3 separate regions of the Mus musculus genome follow, and all the other regions are linked to region 2. Evidence: chromatin contacts called from public promoter capture Hi-C data. All regions are on one chromosome and are shown on one strand. Each heading gives the region's core, a stretch centred on a gene start, on an enhancer-like site or on the middle of the called end of the contact. The rest is flanking DNA. Distances are from core to core; before and after follow the strand shown. Region 1 holds the start of Pfkfb4 (6-phosphofructo-2-kinase/fructose-2,6-biphosphatase 4). Region 2 holds the start of Manf (mesencephalic astrocyte-derived neurotrophic factor). Region 3 holds the start of Uqcrc1 (ubiquinol-cytochrome c reductase core protein 1).

Region 1 (3,187 bases), core at 559-3,058, 2.1 Mb after region 2:
GGTGTGCTCCAAGCTGCTCATTTCCCTCTGGGAATGGAGGGAGGATTCTGCAACTGGCAAGGAGGTAAGAGGAAATGAATCTCTGCCCAGAGCAGGGTAGTTCCCAAAATAGCCGGCCAGAGCTGGTACCAGGGAGGCCCCAAATGGGCTTCTGAATTTTATTTCCTGGTGCAGTGGTTAAGATATCTTGGTCACAGTCCTTCTGTCTATGCCAAACTCTGGAGAGTTGGTTTGAGACTTGATGAACTGACCCAAAGCAGAGACGTGAAAGGAAGGGATGTGGGCCAATTGTGAACGGGGTCAGCCTTGTTTTTCATGTCCCTAGCTTCTGGCTGGGCATATGTGAGGCAGGAAACCTGCCAGGGGTTTGGTGGAGGGCATCACTAGAGGGTAGTGAGATCGAGATTCAAACCCTGTTGCTGGGGCCTGCACAGAAAATATACAGTTTGGAGAGGCGGGGCTGAGCAGAAAGAAGAGGCCTGAGCTTTCTGGAGACTGGTGGGGGTCAAACGCAGAAGAGTGACTTCCGAACACCACCCCTCACTGGCCTCTAAGGGGTCATGTTCACTGGGGGTCGCCCAGCTGGAGAATTCGTTCATATGGTACCACTTTAGCCCTTAAGCCTGAGCTGCCAGCCCTGGCCCTGGGCCCTTGTCCCAGTACATTTTCAAAGGCAGAGAGGGAGGTAATATAATGAATGAGAACGCCCACATGTTTTTAAACAGATTTCTGAGGCTGACACATTTAATCTGTACCACAGTCTTGTAAAATTGATGACGTCTGCATCTCATTTTCCTGATGAAGAGACAGAAGCTCGTTAAAAAAAAAATTCATTATTAAAACACTAATTGGGGCTGGGGTTAGCTTACTTAGCATACACAAAGCCTTAGGTTCTCTAGGTTCGATTCCCTGCATAAACTCTGTGGAAACACTGGAGCTTGGAAGGTGAAAGCAAGATGAGCAGAAGTTCAAGGTTATCCTCAGCTACACATTAAGTTCCAGGACAGCCTGGCAACATGAAACCAGCCCTTCTTCTCCCCCCCAAAAGAAAGAAAAACCAAACAGCAATAAAATTATAATTGGTAAAATATAAATCCTGGGAAGAAAATCAGAATACTGCTTAGTGAGACCCCAAACAGCTTGTTCATATATTTCAGAGATTTAGCCTAAATTCCCCAGCAGCCAGGCCAAAACATGGTCGATTTTGAGATGTATTCTGTGTTTATGTCCCTAAGAGAAGGGAACTTTTTCTGTGTGGTTGAACAAGTTGTTCTTGTGGACCCGGGAAGTTTCAAGGCTAAAAGCAACCGAGGAGGAACGAAGAAGGTCCAGGAGGGCGCAGCGGTGGTTGACTTCCAGGGCAGCAAGTCAGTCATTAGAGCCATTCAGGGACAAGTGCCACGCTGGTCCAGACTATCCGGCTCTGAGGATCACGCAGGCCTGCTCAGCTTCTCCGTACCCTTCTCAGTAGGCGACTGTGAGGTCACATTTCTCAAGGGAGTAAGAGGCCACACAAGCTTTGGGGCAGGGCTGCAGCACCCTGGGCGGGACCATGAGTGGGGCCTATGCATATAAGAACAATCTGGTTGAGTACAGTAAACTTCACATCCGGGGCGGGGTCTGCATAATCCGGGTGTCAAAGGTAGCTAGTATTGAGCATGCGCGTTATCAACTCTGGTTTGACGGATGGGGCGTGCTTAGTCCAAAAGAAGCTATAGTAAAATTGGGCATGCGTAGTCGTAGGCCAGTGCCTCTTTAGTTTGGGTGGAGCCTATTAGTTCTGGGGCGGGCCTGCGAGAAGATTGACAAGAGTTGGAGCCGCTAGAGGGTGGGCGGGGCCGGAGGGGCGGGACCTCGGGTGGCCCGAGGTGGCCCGGTTGCTGGGTGAGTAGCAGCGCAGTCCGATTCATCCCAGCCCAGGGATGGCGTCTCCACGGGAACTGACCCAGAATCCCCTGAAGAAGATCTGGATGCCGTACAGCAATGGCAGGCCCGCTCTGCACGCCAGCCAGCGTGGTGGTAAGACCGGGGTCCTAAAGGAGAGAGAGAAGGTGAACCCTGATGGGTGGGTAGACGGCCTAGACGAGGGTCTCGAGTGAAAAGGCAGGAGACTGGTAGAGAAGCAGGCACCGGTGAGGCTATTGTAACTGGTGGGCGGAGTCGGGGACAGGTGAGAGGCTGAGAACAGGTGAGCGGGAGTGACCGTGGTACCGTGACAGTGGCCCGCAGAAGTGTGGTGAAGCAGGAGTGGGGACAGATGTGAGGGGACATCTCAGTCTGTTGGAGACTGGGTCTGACCCAGTGGATAGGCACCGACCCGAGCTGTTTCCAGTGCCTGTGTATAGAAGAGGACTTCGTTTGTGGCCGTGGCTCTTTACTCTCTCCTGGCCACAGAGTGGGCTAGCGGGAAGTCTGGCTGGAAACTGAGTTGTGTAGCTCCAGACAAGGCAGTTGGCTTCTTTGAGCTGAGAACTTTTGAAAGCCTAGCCATGGGCTAGTTAGTAGTCCTCAGGTACCCCTTGGTTTTAATGCCAAAGTTTTAGAGGAACTTTGGGGGAGTACAGTTGTCAAGATTTGGACAGTGGGAACGGCACACCATATGGACCTATATCTGTGCCCCTGGATGTGGAAGCACCCACTTGAGTTCACTGTTAAATAACTGCACAGGAGAGTCAAACATCAAAGAACTATGCTGGAATTTGTGAATTGCGAAGTGACTTACCTCTTCTGGGATCCTGAGTGTTCTCATCTACTTCCTTGGCTTTTCTGTTTGTTCTTGAACGAGTCTGTAATTTTTTATTGACAGGGAAAAGAAAAAAATTGTTTTATAAGTAACTCAAATATTGTAATGAATTTGCAGCTTGGCAAAGACCTCAGAGAACATCTCGTACAACTGGTGGCGCAGATATGGAAATGGAGATCAGGCTGTTGTGTGATGTGCCAGGGTCTCCGTGCATTCCTAAAGGCTGCTGTGTGTGATAAGGGAGGGGAGGGTCCTCTACGCTTCTGTGGCCAAGGCCAGCCTGAGGCCACGACTTTGACCATTACCATAATGAGAGGGGTTGGGAGTGGGGAAGGCGTGTGTTATATGATCATGACTTGGGTCCTCCTAGAATGGCAGTAGTTCAGAAGCAGACTGTGTTCCTGTGGGTGGTGGCTCTGACCACAGTATGGGTACTGGTGGAGC
Region 2 (3,227 bases), core at 301-2,800:
TCAGGTTCCCTGGAGCTGCAGTGCAGGGTGCTGTGGATGCTGGAATTGAACTCAGGTCCTCCACAAGAGCAGCACACATTCATAACCAACTCTCCAGTTCCAGACAACTGTTAGGTCACCTTGAAAACCTCTCTTTGCCAAGGCTTCGGTTTGTTAGTCTGCCCAGATCTAGCTGTCCCAGGCCCGAGGCACTTGATATATGCTCAGCTGCAGAGTTAGAGTTCCGATGAGAGACTACCATGGAAATTAAAGCTACAAGAGGCTGATGCTCCGCCAGGGTCCTTGACCTTGACTTGGCCCTGGCCATCTCGGGGCACCTAGCCAACTACTTCTGGTTCCAATCACACCAAATTCATTCTGGTCTTTGGGCACTCCCATTGCCTGAGTTGTGCTCACTCCACCTCACTGACTCCCTGTCCTCAGAGGTAGATACCCACTACTTTCTCTCTCAGCTCCCACCCACCAACTCTCCTAGCTTATTTCCTTCATGGCATCTGGCATCACTGCCTTGCAGTTGCCTGTCATTTTCTCTCCTGGTCTTACCAATATTCAGCTTATAGCAATGTTTAATAAATAGAGGATAAAAACACTTAAACCTCACATTAGTATATATACAAGTCCCATCACAAAGTGGACAGTGCCCAAGAGCCAGGGACAGGCTGGGTGGGTCACCAGCTACTTACCAACCGATTCTCTTTGCCTCTTGCTTCACGGCAAAACTTTATAAGTTCTTCTTCAATAGTGGCTGGTGAAAATGTGACATCTCTGTCTTTGAGGTCCTGGTAAAATCGTCCCAGATAAGAAATACAAACTGGAAAAGAGGGAGGAGATGGTAAGTAATTATTAGTCTCCATTTCCCCTGGAAAAAACTCTGTCAGCAGTTTTGCTAGAAGGGATTAATTTTTTTTTTTAACTCGGGTACTCAGAAGTGCACAGAGCCCTTAGGTTGCTGGGGTCCTTGTACCCAGTTGCATGCTGGGAATGAACATTACCCAAGTGACCCACACACAACCCTCTCTGCTCTTTTCAAGTTTAAGTCTAGAGTGGACACGTGTCCTTGAGGGAACTCATTGTGACCTCATAAGGGACAGATTGAAGGCTGAAGCAAATGATCAAAATGCTCCTCATTCCAAATACATCGAACCCCCAAGTGCAGCTTAGTAACCCCGAGACGGTTGCGGCCCACAGGATGCCTTCCTGTAATCGCTAAAGTGATGGGAAGACAAAAACTCCCGGGATGTGGGCTTCCGGCCAAGTTATTAACGCTACTGAACCGACGCGTTCCCTTAAATGGGTCAACGTCTCTAGGCCCGGGAAATAAGTGAGGCCCTTTCTCCAGCGGAGCCCCGGGACGGGCCGTCGCTCCCACCCTTTCGCTTTCCTTGGGTTTAGCGCCGCCAGGCCGCCCCCATCCGGTCCCCCGCACCTTCACAGTCTCCTGGCCGCAGCGCCCGGCTGTCAGGCAGCACGCTCAGGGCCAGCGCTACCGCCAGCCCGCGCGTAGCCCACATCCTCCTCAGCCGTCTCCACCACCGCCGCCGCCGCGCGAATGAACCGCACCCGGCGCGGTGTTCCGCCTAGTGGGCTGGAACAGAAACCTGAGCTTCCCATTGGTGTGCGATCCCCGCGCCCACCCATATGCTGCATCCTCATTGGTCCACGTGCCCAGGAGCCCAGACCGGCGGCTCCACGCTACCCTCCCTCATTGGCTGCTGCTGTCTGGGACCTAGACAGTTGTCGGTTGCTGATTGAGCCTGGGCGGTCCATAGGGGTGCGGAGGGAAGGTGCACGGGTCGCCATGTTGGGTTAGGGCAGCTGCTTTGGCTGCTTACCCGGAACCCTCTCAATCTATTGACTCGACCCGAATGCCGAGTCTTGGTTCCACACCCACTCCTCCCGACGCCCGGACTCGTAGAGCAGCATTTCTGGCGCCACCCTATAGCCAGTAGGATGGGCGGCGGGAGCATGGATCAGAAGCGGTTCCTTGTTTTGAACTACCACGTGGATTGCCGAGCCAATCAAGGGGAACGTCCACTTTGATTCGCCGGCTTGCTCAGACCCCGCTTTAACCTGGGTCAGACGGCAGAACCTCTTAAACGAAAGGTCTCGGCCTGCCTAGTCGTTTCCCGTCCTGGGCCTCTGAGGACCTCGCGGCAAGGCTGCGAGCAGAGGCGTTGGTCTACCTTCCAAATGGAGGCCATGGGATCTTGGGAGGTTTTGTTCTCCACTCTTGGAGACACGAGGATGGGAACTGGAGACATTACCGCCTGGACTGCCCTAATGCTAAGTGCAAGGGCTTTGGCCACTCGCCCTGGAAGGCGGAATATGGAGAGCGGCCGACTAAGTGCAGAAAAGTATCTGGAGCTAAAAGGGCTTGGAGCCCGGCGACAAGGGTTTGAGAGGGGCACTTATGCTCCCATTCAGTGAAATCAGTGGATCAATATCAGGTATTCATCTTTAATTCACATCACAGCAGTCAAGGGATGGAGGTGGGGGAGTCAGTTGCCAGATATTTACATCTAAAAGTCACATTTTTTGTTGGATTTATAACATGCTACCACAATATATACAGTAAAATGCCTCTTGGGACACTGGCACAAATTTTTTTCTTTAACTTTTCTGGTACAGGTAAGATAATTTTAAGTCAGTTTTTCTTTAGACATGAATACACAAAAGAAATGGTTAGAAGTTTTCTTGTTTTAAATAAGCACAGAATGCCAGAGGTTAAAAACACATTTATAGGGCTTATTACCAATTAGACATACTCTATACATTTTTTTGCTCAAATTCCTGTACAAATACACAGCATTCAAATAGGTATTTACAAATACGCTTTAAACAATGAAAATCAGTATTTCACAATCTTTTCAAAGGATTCTGATCTCTGACCTCCCATTTCCCTCACACTGGCTGGTTTTTCAATAAAAAGTATTCAGAATAGGTCCATTTCATCCAGTTGGGGAAAATGGAGAGAAGTAACACAAATATATTTCACTTTGCATAAAGCAAGGTCAAGGAACTTAACCCTACATTCCCCTCCCTACCTCCTGTGCCATCAAGTGGAGAAAGGAGATGTCTGCATGTGATGACTGGCTGCCTCCGTGGACTGAGGTTCAGACGTGCCTGGAAACAAACCTAAAGCTGCCCTACCTAAGAATCACATCCCAAGCTAGACTTGACCCTCATACCTGTGAACCCAGACGGTCCAGAAACAAGCTTACCAGTGA
Region 3 (3,255 bases), core at 455-2,954, 2.0 Mb after region 2:
CTCTCACTATGTCAGGTGGTATCATATAAGGGCTTTTGAACACACATACACACACACACACACATATATATGTTTTTATTTTTATTAGATATTTTCTTTATTTACACTTCAAATATTATACCCTTTCCTAGTTTCCCGTCTGAAAACCCCCTATCCACTCCCCGCTCCCCCTGCTTCTCAACCCACCCACTCCTGCTTCCTGGCCCTGGCATTCCCCTATACTGGGGCATAGAACCGTCACAGGACCAAGGGCCTCTCCTCCCATTGATGTCCGACTAGGCCATTCTCTGCTATATATGCAGCTAGAGCCATGAGTCCCACCATGTGGTTTCTTTGATTGGTGATTTAGTCCCAGGAAGCTCTGGGGAGTACTGGCTAGTTCATATAATTGTTTCTCCTATGGGGCTGCAAACCCCTTCAGCTCCTTGGGTCCTTTCTCCAGCTCCTTCATTGGGGACCCTGTGCTTCGCATCCAATAGATGGCTGTGAGCATCCACTTCTGTATTTGTCAAGCACTGGGAGAGCCTTTCAGGAGACAGCGTTATCAGGCTCCTGCCAGCAAGCTCTTGTTGGCATCCGCAATCGTGTCTGGGTTTGGTGGTTGTTTATGGGATGGATCCCCAGGTGGGGCAGTCTCTGGATGGTCATTCCTTTAGTCTCTACTCCAAACTTTGTCCCTGTAACTCATTTTTTATTGTTTTGTTTTGTTGAAACAGGGTTTCTCTGTGTAGCCCTGGCTGTCCTGGAACTCACTTTGTAGACCAGGCTGGCCTCGAACTCATGAATATATTTCTTAATGATTAATTTTTAATATTTTATGCTCTTTTACTATGCTTAACTCCCAAAGAATATTTTGCATGTTTTGAAACAATTTAGTATTCAACATTAGATATAGGATCCTCAGTTATGGATAGTATTAAATATTCATTAATGATATTTTAGGGTATGAAAGGATATGAATATAAAAGTTGAAAAAAATTTATGGATTATTTGATTCTCAAAGTACTCAACATTATTAATATGTTTGATGTATAAAATGCATTTAAATAATAAAAAATTAAGAAAAAAAGTAAACAAAAAGTTTTGAAATAATCACAAAATAGAAAAAACTTTTTTGCTTAGTTATTTTATTCCAAACAAGGAGCCCTATTCCACAAATTACCTCTACATTGTTCCTCTTTTCATACACACGTTTTTTTTCTTACGTTTTGGAGACACTGTCTTACACAACCCAGGGTAGTTTTGAACTCCTTACACAAGAGAGGAGGATGTCCTTGAACTCCTGATTCTTCTGTGTCTCCATTTCCCAAGTGCTATATATTTGGCAATATATTATTAAACGTCTTTCAAGTCAACCATTTAAGCATATTTTATTCTTTTAAACTAACTTTAGTGGACACCTTCTTGCACAGACAGGCAAGTGCTTTAGCCCTTGGGCTCAATTGTGCCTAGCCACTGCCCTCCAGGTTTCAGAGCTGCTGCTGGCGTACAATGCATCTCCCACAGTTGCATACCGCCTCCCTCAGGTGGAAGAAGGTGATGAATAGAACCTGTCTCAGATGGGACCAGATGAAGGGCCCCTCCCTCGCAGGTTGATAAATGTCCCGAAGATCCTAGAGGCACACGGACCAAATGACTACATGCGATCAATTCTTGCTAACGTACTTGCTGCCCAACAGGGGGCGACTGAGCACCAAGTCTTCCTTACAGCGCTTGCGCCTCAGACTCCGCTCTGCGCATGCGCAGCGCGGCTCTACACTGACGGAAGTTAGAAGATGGCGGCGTCCGCAGTCTGCCGAGCGGCCTGCTCCGGGACGCAAGTGCTACTTCGCACCCGCCGCTCGGTGAGGTGGCAGTGAGACGTTGGGCTGCAGGGCCCAGGGCTTTCGTACACAGATGAGGAGCAGGCTGTCTCAGCAGTGGCGGGTCGGAGTGGGGAGGTCGCGGGGGTCAGGGCCGTGGGAAGGTCATGGCGGAGGGCGGGGATGGTTATCTGCTCTGGCTTGGGTTTGAGAGCCGAGGTCCCAGAGGCTTGGCGAGCAGTTCTTGCAATGGTCGCCTTCTCCCTTTAGCCGGCCCTGCTGAGGTTACCTGCCTTGCGGGGTACCGCAACCTTCGCCCAGGCCCTCCAGAGCGTGCCGGAGACCCAGGTCAGCATCTTGGACAACGGGCTGCGTGTGGCCTCGGAGCAGTCCTCGCATGCTACCTGCACGGTAAGTGTGCGCCAGTCCTCTAGGTGAGGCCCGCCGTGTTGTCCCAGGTTGGGATGTGACCTTGGGCTCCAGTCTTACATGTTTTGGGTGGAGACTGGCTTACTGCCGGGGCTTATCCCTGTACCTGACTTCAACCCTGCCTTAACCCGGCAGCCAACATTATGGTGCTTGCCAAAGACGGGGCCGAATTCTCTCCTCCAGCTTTTCGTTCTACCTCCCCGAGAGAAGAGATTATTCTCTTGCCACGAAAAAGAATGAGATTTCACAGACTTTAGGTTATTTACAGAAAGACATCCAGGTCTGTTAGACTCACCACCTAGGCTATGTAATTTGTAGACGTAGCCAGGAATACACTTCAAGAAATGCCTCTGAAGGACGGGGAAGATGGCCCAGTGGGTAAAGAGCTTGGTACTCAAACATGGGTATCTGAATTTGGAGTCCTCAGTGTTGTGATTTAGGTCTAACACCAATACTCTGAGGGGTGGAGACTAGTGTGTCTAAGCCGGTCTTACTTTTACCTACACGAGTGGCTTACATGTGTGTATGTGCACCATGTCTGTACATAATGCCCTTGGAGGTTGGAAAAGGATATTAGAACCCCCAGAGGGCTGGTGAGATGGCTCAGTGGGTAAGAGCACCCGACTGCTCTTCCGAAGGTCCGGAGTTCAAATCCCAGCAACCACATGGTGGCTCACAACCACCCGTAATGAGATCTGATGCCCTCTTCTGGTGCGTCTGAAGACAGCTACAGTGTACTTACATATAATAAATAAATAAATAAATAAACAAATCTAAAAAAAAAAAAACAGAACTGGAGTTACAGGTGGTTGTGAGCCACCGTGAGGGTGCTGGGAATTGAACCTGGGTCCTGTGGAAGAGCGGTTCCTAACCCTACACAGTCTCACCATCCCACGTACACATACGTAAAAATAAAAATTTTTTTTCTCCTTTTTTTTTTTTTTTTTTTTCTTTTTTAAGATAGGGTTTCTCTGTGTCGTCCTGGCTGTCCTGGAGCTCACTCTGTAGAGCAGGCAGGCCTCGA

The links. Promoter capture Hi-C pulls out the DNA fragments that hold promoters and counts their contacts. Capture Hi-C pulls out chosen DNA fragments and counts their contacts.
Region 1: a contact with region 2 is called in a promoter capture Hi-C map of liver, with 3 times the contacts expected there. The contact joins the promoter of Pfkfb4 here to the promoter of Manf in region 2. A contact is called at or near these places in 2 of 39 promoter capture datasets (liver and pre-B cells), 2 of 115 datasets of contacts at active chromatin or transcription factors (astrocytes and double positive thymocytes) and 2 of 9 other capture datasets (adipose tissue and liver).
Region 3: a promoter capture Hi-C map of erythroid cells shows a contact between it and region 2, with 4 times the contacts expected there. The contact joins the promoter of Uqcrc1 here to the promoter of Manf in region 2. A contact is called at or near these places in 2 of 39 promoter capture datasets (erythroid cells and liver) and 1 of 484 Hi-C or Micro-C datasets (B cells).

The regions. Positions count from the first base shown.
Region 1 is chr9:108,990,094-108,993,280 of GRCm38.p6, forward strand. It overlaps Pfkfb4 (6-phosphofructo-2-kinase/fructose-2,6-biphosphatase 4), which reads left to right and starts at 1,809. Exons shown (of 14, transcript NM_173019.5): 1 at 1,809-2,019. The coding sequence starts at 1,923.
Region 2 is chr9:106,890,388-106,893,614 of GRCm38.p6, forward strand. Manf (mesencephalic astrocyte-derived neurotrophic factor) reads right to left here and starts at 1,551. Exons shown (of 4, transcript NM_029103.4): 1 at 1,427-1,551; 2 at 684-811. The coding sequence starts at 1,511. Dock3 (dedicator of cyto-kinesis 3) reads right to left here. Exons shown (of 53, transcript NM_153413.2): 53 at 2,438-3,227.
Region 3 is chr9:108,934,944-108,938,198 of GRCm38.p6, forward strand. It overlaps Uqcrc1 (ubiquinol-cytochrome c reductase core protein 1), which reads left to right and starts at 1,705. Exons shown (of 13, transcript NM_025407.2): 1 at 1,705-1,844; 2 at 2,073-2,213. The coding sequence starts at 1,776.